2 separate regions of the Mus musculus genome follow, and region 1 is linked to region 2. A link is a contact called in public HiCAR-type data. All regions are on one chromosome and are shown on one strand. Each heading gives the region's core, a stretch centred on a gene start, on an enhancer-like site or on the middle of the called end of the contact. The rest is flanking DNA. Distances are from core to core; before and after follow the strand shown. Region 1 has its middle 18 kb from the start of Gm52739. Region 2 holds the start of Fsd1l (fibronectin type III and SPRY domain containing 1-like).

Region 1 (7,310 bases), core at 4,708-7,207, 1.7 Mb after region 2:
GCACCATGCCTGCCTGGATGCTGCCATGTTTCCACCTTGATGATAGTTAATGGACGGAATCTCTGAACCTGTAAGCCATCTCCAATTAAACTATAAGAGTTGCCTTGGTCATGGCAGCATCAATGGAAGCCATAACTAAGACAGTCATCCATATATACTATTTCTAGAGCTCAATGGTATCATTTCTATGCATTTAGATGGATTATCCCAGCAAATTATGGCTTATTGTTACAGAGATGGAACACAATACCTTCATGATGAGTGTTGTCTCCAGTGAGGAAGAGAGAACTGTAAGATTGAGGTGAATTCATACAAATTTAGTTAACATATCAATATTCTTGTTTTTTAAAGATTTATTTATTTATTTTATGTATATGGGTACACTGTAGTTGAACAGATCACTGTGAGCCTTTATGGGTTATTGGGAATTGATTTTTTAGGACCTCTGCTCGCTCTGGTCAACCCTGCTTGCTCCGGTCAGCCCCGCTCACTCAGTCCCTGCTCTCTCTGGCCCAAAAATGTGTTTATTATTATACATAAGTACACTGTAGCTGTCTTCAGACACACCAGAGAAGGCATCAGATCCTGTTACAGATGGTTGTAAGCCACCATGTGGTTGCTGGGATTTGAACTCAGGACCTTCAGAAGAGCAGTCAGTACTCTTATCCCCTGAGCCATCTCACCAGCCCAGTATTCTTGTTCTTAAAAAATTTTTTTGAGGACTGGTGAGTTGGCCTCCTAAGTCAAGCCACTTGTCACTAAATTTGGCAGTTTTAGTCTGGTTCTTGGGATCCACAAAGATGCAGAGAACTGACTCCCCAAAGTTGTCCCGTGGCACACACAAAACAAGTAAGTAAATGTAATTTAAAAATTGAAAACAATGTTTTGAAATAACTTCGGTTCAGTGTCTGTTTGTAAAAACCACCAGGTGTGTACAGAGGACTGGTACTGACTGAGTTTCTGCTTATTTTGCTTATCATGACCAAATTCCTGCCAGAACAGCCCCAGGAAAGAGATTTATTTCAAGATCTTTCTGAGTGGATTCATCATGGTGGGGAGGGCATGACCTAGCCAAGCAATTTATGTCCTGGTGGTCCAGGAAACAGAGGAAGGACACAGTCACTGGGGCCTCTCTGGCTTTTGCTTTTCTCCCCTTTTATTGTGTCTGGGCTCCTCTCCATGGGATGATGCTATCAACACTTAAGGTGAGTCTTACTCGCTAATACTTTCTCTGTAAACACTCACACAGACATATCCAGAGATGGGCAAATCTCCTAGGTAACTCTAAATCCACTCAAGTCCACAAAGGAGATTAGCCATCATGATTATACAATTCTGTATATATTTTTCTGAATCTTTGCAGTGTATTTTGTAAATACTTAAAGCCCAATATTTACTACTACCTGGGAAACTCAAAAAACCAAACCAAATAGCCTCACCTCCCATGGGAGTCACCCCCTAATGAAGGACATTTCTGGGAATTAAAGGACCAGGGGTAGGTCATTACGTTATAAACTATAATCTGTTTTACAAGACAAGGCGTTTAGAGTAGTGGGCAAGCTTTTAACTCTTTTTTTTTTTTTTTTTTTTTTTGAGACAGGGTTTCTCTGTATAGCCTTGAACTCAGAAATCCGCCTGCCTCTGCCTCCCGAGTGCTGGGATTAAAGTCGTGCGCCACCACACCCGGCCTTTTTTTTTTTTTTTTTTTCAAGCTTTTAACTCTTTTTTTTTTTTTTTTTTTTGGTTTTTCGAGACAGGGTTTCTCTGTGTAGCCTTGGCTGTCCTGGCACTCACTTTGTAGACCAGGCTGGCCTCAAACTCAGAAGTCTGCCTGCCTCTGCCTCCTGAGTGCTGGGATTAAAGGCGTGCGCCACCACGCCCGGCTAAGCTTTTAACACTTAACACAAGACCAGAACTTTGAATCAGAGGATACTTTCCTGAAAATGTAGAAACTCAGCTGTGAGATGAAGGATAGATACACAGATATTAACGAGGAGCATGTGGCTTCTGACTCAGAAGCAACTTTAAAATAGCGAAGGGATTGAGTCACATCTGTGTGTCTCAAGAGCAGTAGCAAGGAAAAAGACACAGAATAAAGCTTAACAAATGGCTGGGGGTATCTGGAAAGGTAGCAGGACATTTAAAAGCACATATTGCTCAATAATGAGGACCAGAATTTAGATCCCATAACCTATATAGCAAGCTGGGCATCCTGCACATGATTGTAAGTCCAGCTCCGTGGTGGGGCAGACAAGAGGATCAGGCAAAAACTTGCTGGCTTCCAGCTTAGCCTCAGGTTCTGGGGGAGACATTGCCTCAAAGGAATAGATGCAGAGTGGTAGAGGAGGACACCCAATGCCGCCTTCTGGCTTTTACAATGGCACTCGCACACACACACATTCACACACGCACACACACACACTCACACACGCACACACACACACATGCACACACAAACATGTGCATATATTCACACACATACATGGGGGGTGGGACACACACACAGGGGAGAGAGGGAGAGAGGGAGGGAGAGAGAGAGAGAGTGAGAGAGAGAGTGAGAGAGAAAGAGAGAGAGAGAGAGAGAGAGAGAGAGAGAGAGAGAGAGAGAGAGAGACTGACCTTTAAAAATGAGTTGAGTAGAGAGGGCTTGGGCATGGAAGTCAATAGTACAACACATGACTAGCCTCATGCAAGACCATTTGGCAAGCAGTGGTGCCTCACAGAATATAATCAGCCTTTGTGAAAATAGGATAAAACTACATGTTAGGTCTCAACCATTCAGCAAGTCTTATATAACAGGAGGCAAACAGGCAAGCCAGTTCCCAAGACTTTTTTTTTAAGACCTGGGTACGGTTTGTCAATTTCTGTAGTGTAAATACTTCTGTTAGATTTTATTTCAGACAGGTGACATGAAGCCATGGGACAGAGAGTGGAGACAAGATATGTACCTTGCCTTGATGTGCTAATTCTAGATGAACCCTAGATATAATACTTAAGACTGGTATGGGAAGCTGGGTGGCTGCTGATGGCAGATAGGGTGTCTGCCACATACTTCTCAGAGAATGAAAAACGCCCCCTTATTTGAGGAGGAATGTGATGCTTTCTTACTTTATGTCCTCAAAAGCTGTGATTCCACATGACCTTGGGTTTGCAAGCTTCATTACCTACCCCTCTCTTTCTGTATGCACAGGATAAGAAGCCCCTCACACGGAGAAGCCTTTTATAATCAAGATTTGAGTTATACTCGTAAAGTGTTTTAAGTTTTCTAATTTTATTATCAGAATATAGGAACACACACTCACACCTTCGAAGTCAACCATCTATTTGTTTGTGGTCACTGACTCCTCATAAAATGGTGCTTTTGGACTAGAGAGATAACTCAACAGTTAAGAGTGTGTACTGATCTTTGCAGAGAGCCTGTGTTTGGTTCACAAGACCCACAGTAGCCAAGGGGATCTGACGACCCACAGTAGCCGATAACCAAGGGATCTGACTCCCTCTTCTGGCTTATACACATACTCCCATAACCCCACACATAATTTTAAGTAAAATAAATAATTCTCTTCTCTTCTCTTCTCTTCTCTTCTCTCTCTCTCTTCTCTTTTCTCTCTCTCTCTCTCTCTCTCTCTCTCTCTCTCTCTCTCTCTCTCTCTCTCTCTCTCATAAGTATTATCCTCTTGTTACTGTGTAATCAACAGTAATGCCAGGTAGATGACTTAACTGCATTTTCAATGCCTGGTCCTAAGCCTCCTATGAGGAGGGGCCTAAAAAGTCAAAACACTGTATATGTAATATATACAAACACATAACACATATAAATATTCATTATATCAAATGTTTATCCCACTAGGTTATAGGCTTCATTTACAACTAAGATTTTAGACATCTGATTTCCAGCACTGTGGATTATGGCTTACCGTACATAATTTCTGAGGCCCTCAGGGATCTGTGACTTCCTATAGAAGTTTACAAAGAAAAGGATCGGTGTTGATGGTGAATCTTCTGTATTCAAGATTTTGTACTCCAGGCTATGTAGAAAGTAGAATTTCCTGATTGCCAAGATTTTTGTTATCATTCCCATTTGTTTCATTTTTTTAAAAGATTTATTAATTTATTATATGTAAGTACACTGTAGCTGTCTTCAGACACACCAGAAGAGGAAGTCAGATAATATTCAGGATGGTTGTGAGCCACCATGTGGTTGCTGGGATTTGAACTCAGGACCTTTGGAAGAGCAGTCGAGTGCTCTTACCCGCTGAGCCATCTCACCAGCCCTTGTTTCATTTTTAAAAAACATTTATTTATTATATTTATGAGTACACTGTAGCTGTTTTTAGACATACTAGAAAAGGGCATCAGATTCTATTACAGATGGTTGTGAGCCATCATGTAGTTGCTGGGAATTGAACTCAGGACCTCTAGAAGAGCAGTTAGTGCTCTTAACCACTGAGCCATCTCTCCAGCCCTCATTTTTTTTTTTTTTCTTTTTTCCGGAGCTGAGGACCGAACCCAGGGCCTTGGGCTTGCTAGGCAAGCACTTTACCACTGAGCTAAATCCCCAACCCCCCTCATTTTTTTTTTTTTTTTTTAAACTTTTTCGGGTTTTTTTTTTTTTTTTTTTTTTTTTGGTTTGGTTGGTTTGTTTGTTTTTTTAAATTTTTTTTAAAGATTTATTTATTTATTATATGTAAGTACATTGTAGCTGTCTTCAGACACTCCAGAAGAGGGAGTCAGATCTTGTTACGGGTGGTTGTGAGCCACCATGTGGTTGCTGGGATTTGAACTCTGGACCTTCGGAAGAGCAGTCGGGTGCTCTTACCCACTGAGCCATCTCACCAGCCCCCTCATTTTTTTTTTAATTAGAGGTCTATGCATTACTTTCAATTAATTTTTCTAATTATTTACTTTTTAATTTTGCTATACAATAAGGCAAAGGTGCACCACAATACACACGTGGAGGCAGAAAACAACTTCTGGGAGTCAACTCTCTCCCCTCCTTCTACCACGTGAGTCCCAGGAATTGAACTATGTTCATCAGGCCTGGTGGCAAGTGCCTTTGCCTACTGAGCCATCCTGTAGGCCTTTATCTCGGTTTTAAAGACTGCCATACAAAAGTGGTTCCCTTGGTAGAGTGTCCAAGGCAATATCCTCCAGCATCCCGGGGGCTATAACTGTCCTTCTAAATTGCTCCCCTATGATGCATTTATTACATTTTAAAAAGTGAATGGAGTATAAGCCCCTATGGACTATCACTTGAAATCTCTCCAAAGACTTACTATTTTTAAAACACCCCCATTACAGTGATCTATTATGACATCTCCTTCATCCACGTTTGCTTTGAGAGATGCACATACTACACTGAAGAAGTTCTACTCGTGGGCACAGGGCCATGGGCTGGCCATGTTGCTGCGAGAAGTCTTCTAACCTTTTTTATTGTGGCAATGAATTTTTAAACACACCCCCAAATCAGAGAGAAACAAGCCACAATGTACTGGACACCTAAGTCCCATCATTGTCAACTCACTGTCAACCTTCCTTCATCATTACCCTACCCCATTCAATCCCATTTCATATTCCTGGGTGGCTTTCCCAGGAAGCTGCGGAATTGGCCTGCCTTTCTGAAGATGTAGATGTTATTGTCAACCTCTTCTTCGAGCGCAGCCATCAAAGGAGTGAACACATTCCCCACAGTTGTCTTCAATCATTTAAGAGAGTTTCATTTTCAGCTCAAGCTAGAGACTAATCAAGCCAGAAAGGCAGGTCACTGAGGCCAAAGGACACTTTCCAGTTTAACCTGCTATACAACCCTGAACACCATCAATTTCCAGTTGAGCTTGTGGTTCTGAGAGGCACTGTTTACTGAGTGCTGTAAAGAGTGACTTCAGGACTCACTGGAGGCATCGTCGTCATTTTGGAGACTTAAAATTCAAGTCAGATTTAGAAGTGAAGGAAGCAGGCCATTTGAAAAACACTGGGGAGGCTGGAGAGATGACTCAGCAGTTAAGAGCACTGACTGCTCTTCCAGAGGTCCCAAGTAAAATTCCCAGCAACCACATGGTGACTCACAACCATCTGTAATAGAATCTGATACCCTTTTCTGGTGTGTCTAAAAACAGCTAAATAAATAAAGAAAGAAATCTTTAAAGAAAAACATTGGGGAGGAGAGTGAGAAAGTTTCTTTCATCCAGCAAGTGATCTGTAAGTGCTCTCAACTGCTAAGCCATCTCTTGAGTCCCTCTCCTAGATTTTCTTAATGAAACAAACAAGTAGGGCCAAGAGAGAGAGAGAGAGATGGCTGAGGGCGTAAAGATACTTATGACTAAGGCTCATGACCTGACTTCCATCTCATGACCAACAAGGTCAAGAGAGAGGCACGTGACCACCTCAGGCATAGGCATGCAGGCACACCTGTGCAAACACACACACACATGATTTTAAAATTTTGGAAAAAAAAAAGCAAATAGACAAGTCTTCAGACACAGGTACTAATTGGATACTAAGAAAATGCTGGACATAACTACCCAACGACAGGACATTGTGAAACTAACTTATAAAGTATCCATACGACGAGATTTTTATGAAGCCTTGAAGAACGAAGACAATATATTAAGTAAAAGGAGGCATGTCTTTGAACAAATAAATAGTGGATACAGATGGCAGAAGACTCCAAAGTGAAAAAAGACTCAGCTATATTAACCAGTTACATATTGTGTTCCCCATCAACTCTAAGCCTGCACATATATGAACGTTGAGGCAATAGTTGAGCACAGACTGGTTTTTGAAAGTTACAATGGTACACTTGTAATTACTCTTCCCTGTTACAGTGGCATGCAGTCTTTCAAGTCCTAGATTTAGATATGAAATGTTTTGCTGACAGATGTGAAACTGTAGATAAAACAAGCCCCACAAGGTTTGGTGGGTTATTATATGTTGGTCTCTATAATTAGACATCTTGAACCTATCTACTATGAAAAGGTGGGGGAGCAGGAGAAATAGTTCAGGAGTTAAAGAGTGCTTGCTGCTCTTCTAGGAGACCCAAGTTTGGCTCCCCAAAGCACCCATGCTAGGTGGTTCACAGTTGCCTCAACTCCAGCTCTAGGGAATCAGGGTGCCCTCTTCTGCCCTTCAGGGGTCCCCACACACAGATGGGGAAAACAGCACGTTAGAAATTGGATGGCTGTGACTTTATCTCTCCCTATAACTAGAAGTCAGTGGTTCTCAACCTTCTTAAAGCTGTGGCCCTTTAAAACAGTTCCTCATGTTGTGGTGACTCCCAACCTCAAAATTACTTTTCTTGCTACTTTATAACT
Region 2 (7,443 bases), core at 3,487-5,986:
AGTGGGAGTGGATTCTACCAGTGGGATACTAGAGAACATGACATCGTTTTCTGTGTACTCACCCCAAGGAGACAGAAGTCAGTGACTGTATCCATCCCATGTGTCCGTTTAGGCTGTGAGCTGGTGCTTGAATTGTGCTTCTCACACTTCTTTGGTTCTCCACCATTCAGGCTTATGCTTGCTCTCTAAGTGTGAGCTAGGCCACCGCACTGCTCTGTCTCTCTGCCAGCCTCCTCCAGGGCAGAGCCAACCTCTCCTTTGTAGGAGCTGCTGTCGGACACTGAGTGCCTAGGCTTCCAGGGCTTTGGGGGGCGGGGTGAATCTGGGTTTTCATTAGAAGGAAGCAGGAAGCACAAAATGAGGTGTCTATGGATGAGAAGTGAGACTAAGCACGGGTGCTGTTGTGGATGTTTATCGTGTGTCAGACACAGCTGATCACCTGACCGGACTTGTCCACTTAATCCACTCATCAGCTGCAGCTGGTGCCATGAGCCTGTTTCACAACTGAAGAAACAGAGGCTTGGAGAGGCTTGTCTTACTAGGTTGGGTTGGAAAAGTGAAAACCTGGGTCACTAATCAGGGAGTGATGGGTGAACGTTTGGGGCTTTAACAAAGGGCTGCACCTGACCGGTGATGGGCATCAGGAAAACACAGGGATCGCACAGAACAGGGGAGTTGGAATGGGAACAGGTTTACTAAGGCTCCAAGACTCAAGTGGAGAAAAAACTATGCAAGAGTAGCCTTGAAGGACTTGCTGTGTAGAAGTGTAGCGATCATAGCAGCCACTGCTCATTACAGGCCCACTAAGCCAGATGTTTTTCCATACACAGTCTCCTTTAATCCTCACTAAATGCAAAAGGCAAAGTATGGTCCCCATGCCATGCCGTAGGAAATGAAGCCACAGTGAAGCTCAGAGCTTACTGATAGCTGTAGAGCTGACCAGCGGCGGTATCAGGATTCAAGTGTAGCTAGCTGGTGGTGCCTGTAGATCCAACTGCCTGATCCTCAAAGGGGAAGGTTGTCAGATACATGGAGAAGAACGGAACTTCCTCTCCCAGAACTCCTCAGGAAGCTCAGGCCTGCGTGGAGTACCTAACATCTCTCAAAGAGGACAAAGAACCTAGTTTGGCGTGGGGCAGTTTTGCTAGACGTTAGCGGTGTCATTCACGAGGTGATCCTGCCTTGGGGTTTCATCAGAAAGCAAGCAGTTCAGGGAAAGCCAGAAGCTTCCATGAGGTAGCCCTGACTACATGAGCATCTCAGAACCACAAGCTCACATTTGGAAACAATGTATATCGTTACTCCCTGCTGTCCCTTTCCCTTTGAAGTGTATCATGTTTGTGTGCGACAGGTATGCACAGGTCCAACAGGCACACGTGAATCTGTGTACCACGAGTATGGGCACCAAAGGTTGGTATCAGGCATCATCCTGTTTAATTGCTTTCCACTGAAAACGTGAGGCATGATCACTAACTCTGCAGCATGCTGAGTAGGTTGGGCTGGCTGGCCTGGGAGTGCCTGGTATCCTTTTCTCTCTACCTCCTTGGCATTGGGATTGCAGGCATGCCACCACACTGGACAGTGCTAGGTATCAAGCTTATGTCCTCATGCTTGGGTGACAGGCATTCTACCAACAAAGCTATCTCTCTAGACCCTTTGTTTTCTTCTCTTAGGACTTTTTAATTTTTATTTTATATGTGCAAGTGTTTTGCCCGCTTGTATGTTTGAGTACATGATTGCCTGGTGTCTTTAGGGGTCAGGGAGGGGCAATGGATTGCCTAGAAATGGGAGTTACAGTCCTGAGCTGCCATGTGGATGCTGGGAACTGAGCCGAGGTCCTCTGGAAGAGCAGCCAATGCTCATAACTGCTGAGCCATCTTTCCAGATTCCCTTGCCCCTCCCCCACCCCCCTTAAAGAGCAGTTTTCTTCCTCTCAATGGTTCCCAAGGGTTAGCTATGCTAGTACCATCTGGAGGGTTACTGAAGCCGACCCTGGAGTTTCTGTTTTGTTGATTCTGAGGAAAAGGCTGAGGACTTGCATTTCTAAGAAGTTATCAGATGATGCTGATGCAGTCGGTCCTGAGGTCAAGATTTAAGAACAACTGCTTTAAAATAACGTTACTTTAAAAACATTTCCTAAACTCATTTGGTATGCTAAGATAAGTACATGAAAGGCAAGGGCTTGCCTGTAGTCCAAAGGCTCAGTGGGTGGGTTTGCAGCCTAACTGCCTGGCTTGGTGAGGGAGTGTAGTGAGAGAACTTTGAAGGCTAGAGGGGACACAAATCATAGCCCAAAGGAACTGGGTGCTGAGAACGAGGTTAGCAAATGGTCATGGGTGAGCTGTCCTAGGAAGCCAGACGTCAAACCAGAGTCAGAGATCTGCTGGGAGCAGAAGTCAAATGGGGTACAGCTGTTGTCAAAATCCACAGGCTGCTTGGCTGGCCTGAAAGGAAAGAGCTACAGAGACTGGGGCAAGGAGCCAGAAATGAGCTCCCAGGGTGTGGCTCTGTGACAGTCTGGTGATCACATTGCAGGGCGACTGTGTCTCCCAAACCCACTTTCTTGACCTCGTGGTGGTGTTTGTTACTCAAACCTTGCCCAGGAGCTTGCCTCTGGTGGAAGTGGGGTGAAACTTTGGAGATGAGACCAAATGCTCTTTCCGTCCTTTCGTGATGGGTCCACAGTGTCAGTCAAGGGTGGCAGTTTGACCTCTGATGTCCTCTCCTCTGCAGGTTGCATTTCTCAGCCATAGAAAATGACTCCACTTCAGCACTGAGATCAGCCCTCCAAGCCACCAGCCCTGGGTCAGTGGTTGGGGACCTGGCTTCTGTCACATCTCCCCCATGTAATTGAGGGGGCTTGGCTAGTAGAGTCCCTTCCCTTGATATCAAGAGCTGGCTCCTCTGAAGGACTGCATGCCAGCCTCCCTTCAGCTGGCAGGAGTGAAGCTGGGCATTCCTCTCCTAAGCCCCAGCCAGGCCTGCGAGCATTGTTTCCTTAGCCCTGTCTAAACCATGTTTCCTTTTGTGTCTTTTATCATATACCTTGCATTTCTGTTCAGGTAAGAAAGGGTCATGTGGTGGTGGTGCACTCCTTTAATCCCAGCACTCAAGAGGCAGAGGCAGGAGAATCTCTGTGAGTTTGAAGCCAGACTGGTCTACAAAGCAAGTTCCAGAACAGCCAGGACTATACACCCTGTCTCCAGAAAAAATAAAGCAAAGCAAAGCAAACAAACAAACAAAAAAGGTCTATTGGGTGCACAGTGTGTGGCCTGCTCTTTGCTAAGGTCAGAATACAGGTGTGGTAAAAGAAGTTTTGATCTTAAGAAACCACAGTGTCGTTGGACTCTAGTAGAAACATAAAACATTGAAGTGTAAATATGATTCATCTAAAACAGCTCCTGCCTCTCCAAGGTCTTGATTCTTAACTGTCCTTCTAACTAGATATTCTTCCTCAACCCCTTTCATATAACCCTTACCCAGGTCATTCCTGCGTAATGTCAGGAAATTGCACCCCACCTCTTCGGAGTCTATTAACTCTGTGCAATTTAATTGTTTACTTTATTTCTTCCATTTACCTCATGCAATTTCCTCCTTTGTTAATTTTTTCATGTGTGTGCTTTGGTCGAGGGTATTACAATGTGTGGGCACACAAGTGGGGGCACCTGTGTGCTGGTGTGTGTCTGTGGTCACTTGGCTTTTATGTGGGTACCAGGTTCTGGGTATACAGACTCTGGTACTCATGTCTGCCCACTGATCTATCTTCCTCCTCCCTGATTTCTCTTACAAACTTTTCTTCTAACAGCCTCATGGATTTGTATTGTCATTTCCCACCTTAGATTGTAAGCTCTTTGAGAAGCAGGCCTTTTCACTGAGGATTTGTGTAGAAGGGCAGAACCGGTTCGTAAGGCTCATTCATACTCGTTTCCCTTTTATTCCATTAGGATGTGAACACCCAGAAGAATTTTTCTTGAGTCACCTAAATGGAGATGAAGCCTGCCTTTCTGGAGAACCTTTCCAAGTCTTCTCCCCAAGCTTTCTGGTCTGCACTGCCAGCTCCACCCGTCCTGAGCAGATTCTAATGTGCTGTCCCACTCTCATTTACTCCATGCTCTGGGGAGTTCAAACACAGGATTTAAGCTGTCCTCTGCGAGGTCTGCATTCATTCTATTTCATTGATGACACAGGTCACGGAAAAAGACTTGCTTACAAGGTAGCAAGATACTAGTAGGGCAAGGTTGACCAGGCAACAAAGCCCATGTGGTCCCATACCCACGTATCTGTAACTTCTTTCTACCCCTTGTCCCAGAGCCCTTTAAGGTTTCCACCACGCTCCCTGAAGACCCTTCCACATGTTTCCGCGGCCTCTCCATCCTAGCGTGTTTATTCCAGCTGGATCACTGGGCCTGGCCTACCAAGGCTAAGTGGAGAGACGCTGCAGGTGAAGGATGCGTCCCGGGCTGAGCTAGCTCCCAGGCTCTCCGCACGACCTGGCTGCTGGGTGCCCAATGGTTCATTGCAAGGCCCGCAGCGATGGCACAGGAAAAAGGATGCAAAGAAAGAAGCAGTTGCAGAAGGAAGACGCAGGCGGCCAGGCAGCGCTCCATCCTCTCCGCCGGTGCGGGTGTCGGCGCACGCATGCGCATGCGTGGCGCGCTCGCACCCCACCCTCCCGCGGGCCGCCCTTTCACCCTGGCAACCGCGGCTCGGTAGCGGCGCGCGCGCGGGTTGGGCGCGGACGGGCGGGATCTCTGCGGGACGGGACAAGGCTGACGGCGGCAGAGGTAGCGGGTCTCTAAGGCTCCTCCAGCTTCTCACTCAGCTCCGGTGACAAGTTCGGCCCGGAGGGCTTAGTCCCTAGCCATGGACTCGCAGAAAGTAAGCGGGGGCGCAGCGCGGGGCCGAGAGGGTGGGCGGGGCGCGCGGGGCTGGGCGCGGAGGACGAGGCCGGGCCTGGGACCCACCCGACCCGACCCGACCCGACCCGACGGGACCTGAGAGCCCGCAGGGAGCGATGGCCGCGCCCGGGACCCCGGACGACCTCTGTCCTGCTCTTGGCTCCGGGAAGGCACTGCGGGGAGGAAACCGCGAGCCGCACCCGGGTCTCTGCCGCCCTCTGCGGGCGCTAGGCCCCTTTCTTCCCGCTGCCCGCGGCGTGCTCCGAGGGTGGGTCCCTCCTCGGTTGGAGTGAGGACCAAGGCTCGGCCTCGCGTGGGGGGATCCCCGCCCGCGCGGAAGCTGGTGTCTCTTTTCTTCCACCGTGTCTTCAGCATGGTCTCTGCGCTGTAGGTCCGGGGACTGAATCTCCTTTGTACATCTGCCCACTGCCTTGCTAGTGGTTTATTTATAAGCAGATCTCAGTGTTTGCCTAATTGAGGAAAAAGGCAGTTGTCAGGGCCGCTGCCCCACCCTCGTCCTTCAGTTGGTGAGGCTGGCCAGTAGTCTTGTTTCGGAATGTTTAGTACTTTGAGAACAAGTTTAAGGAAAGAGTTACACAATAGCCTTTTTTAATTAAGCAAATAGTGCACTGAATACAATTGCAACTGAATTTTTAATATTCAGTAGTAATTCCTGTATTAAAAAAGTAAGCCACCTTGCTATCTTTGTTATGTTATAGTGTAATTGCAATACATTGCGGTATAGGAAAGAAAAACACAAGTGTTATTAATAATACATCAGGGAAAACAAGGGCATTTCTAAGAGGCCATTCTTTTTTTATTATTGCATAGAAAGTGCCAGAAAGAGTTAGAGAAAAACTGCAATTCTTACCTGGATTCATCTTTCTGAGCTTGCCTTGAGACCCATTCATTTGGGTATATCCAATTATTATTTCCACAACTATACTATAGTATCTTTTAAAGAGATTACTAGTATGTCTAAGAATGTGTATTTTGAGTGTGTATAAATTTAAAGGATTCTCTGTTAGGCTGATAAAACATTGCATGACTTATTAGAGGAAAGGCATCATGTGATATTTAAGTGGGCATTAGCAAAGGTCAAAAGGAAGAAGAGCAAGTGCCTGGAGAATCCGGAAAGATGAGTTTCAGGGTGCAGTGTGTTTGCTACCTGTATGCAGCGCACATTCCTCTCTTTCATCTTCTGTTCTGTAGAAATAAGAAAAGAATATACTATTAGAAAGTCTGGATAAAATACTCCATTCGGAAAACAGTATTTTCAAGTTTATGAATAATTAGTACTAAAATAGTCTGTGCATGGTAAAATGCTAAAAGTGCTTCAATGTAGATCATCTTATCAGGGGACACTGAGGAATCAAGTGTTTGACGTTGTGAGTTCTATAAGGACAAACATGGTTTCAACCAGGTTTTTCTCATTTTAGACAATGTATTTGTGCACCCACAGGATCCCATAAGTAGTTTCCCCAGAGGTAGTGAAGAGTTAGCTGTTCTTTTACTGGTGTTGATGTACTGGATAATTCTGAAAAGTCAACTTTTCAATATTAAAATTTTGGTGGAGGTATCAAGCAATCTTCTAGCGAGGAGAGCTTGTGCTATGGCTTCTGATGGATATCTAGGTCTAATGTTTGTAATTAGCACTCGTGCTGTCAACCTGAGCTTCATTTTCTTACGGTTTGCTGCAGAGTCAGTTAGTTACTAGCTACAAATAGTAATGAACTAATTGGGTATTCTTGTCTATTATCTAAGACAGTAGTGCACCTGTAGCATGAGGTTTCCAGACTATTTCCTGTTGTAGAATGTTCACATAAAAATGGTAGCAGAAATGGTCCCCAGGTCTATAAAGAAAGTAGCGACATGCTGTAAGTGGCAAGGAAGGCCTAGGGATTTGGGTTGTGAGTTATTAAGAGGAGCCAGCTCTCTGGTCATACTGTTTATGGGCCATCATAGCTTAGATGATTTGCCATGAGTCTCCATTTCTTCATCTATAAAATAGAATATCCACTGCAGTCTCTTTAAGAGTTATGAGGATTGTGTCCATTTCTGGAAAACCACCCAACAGTATTATCTGTGAGCTCTTGTTAATCGCAGACGCTCAACCTCAAAATCACGTTTTTCTTTTCAGAGCCACTCCTAGACTTCCTTAAGGTGTGTTCTCTCCTTGTTTATCTTTAAGAAATTATTTCAGTTGGTGGTGCCAAGAGACAGTTGTTAAGTCCCAATACAAAGAGGATTAAGAGTTGTGAGTCAGGCAATCTATGATAAAGACATTAACTGGGTGTCTTACAGAAGCTTGCTGCTGGCTGCTCAGTACATGGGTGCTGCTGGCTGGTCAGCACATGGGGTGGCTTCCCCAGATGCCTTTTTTTTTTCTCTTTTGTCTGTGGAAACGACTTCAGTGTTTTGTTAGCAACAAATGCTCTATTTCAGTAGAGGAGGAAGACGAAGTTGCTGTGGGTGTGTAAGGCATACTGTAGGATACAGAAGCAGTATTATCTCCTAGAAATGGACAGAGGGATTTTGTTTATGT

The links. HiCAR-type assays count read pairs that join an accessible place to other places.
Region 1: a contact with region 2 is called in a HiCAR-type map of astrocytes, with 4 times the contacts expected there. The contact joins the enhancer-like site here to the promoter of Fsd1l in region 2. A contact is called at or near these places in 4 of 39 promoter capture datasets (hippocampal neurons, liver and pre-B cells) and 1 of 115 datasets of contacts at active chromatin or transcription factors (astrocytes).

What each region holds. Positions count from the first base shown.
Region 1 is chr4:55,320,009-55,327,318 of GRCm38.p6, forward strand. No RefSeq gene overlaps it. Among named protein-coding and RNA genes, the nearest start is that of Gm52739, 18 kb to the left of the region's middle. Within about 2 kb of position 5,958, at least 58 of the 459 cell types and tissues checked have an H3K27ac peak or open chromatin away from gene starts, as enhancers often do. A contact at or near this core is called in astrocytes, where this site is marked.
Region 2 is chr4:53,626,735-53,634,177 of GRCm38.p6, forward strand. Fsd1l (fibronectin type III and SPRY domain containing 1-like) reads left to right here and starts at 4,737. Exons shown (of 13, transcript NM_001195284.1): 1 at 4,737-4,878. The coding sequence starts at 4,864.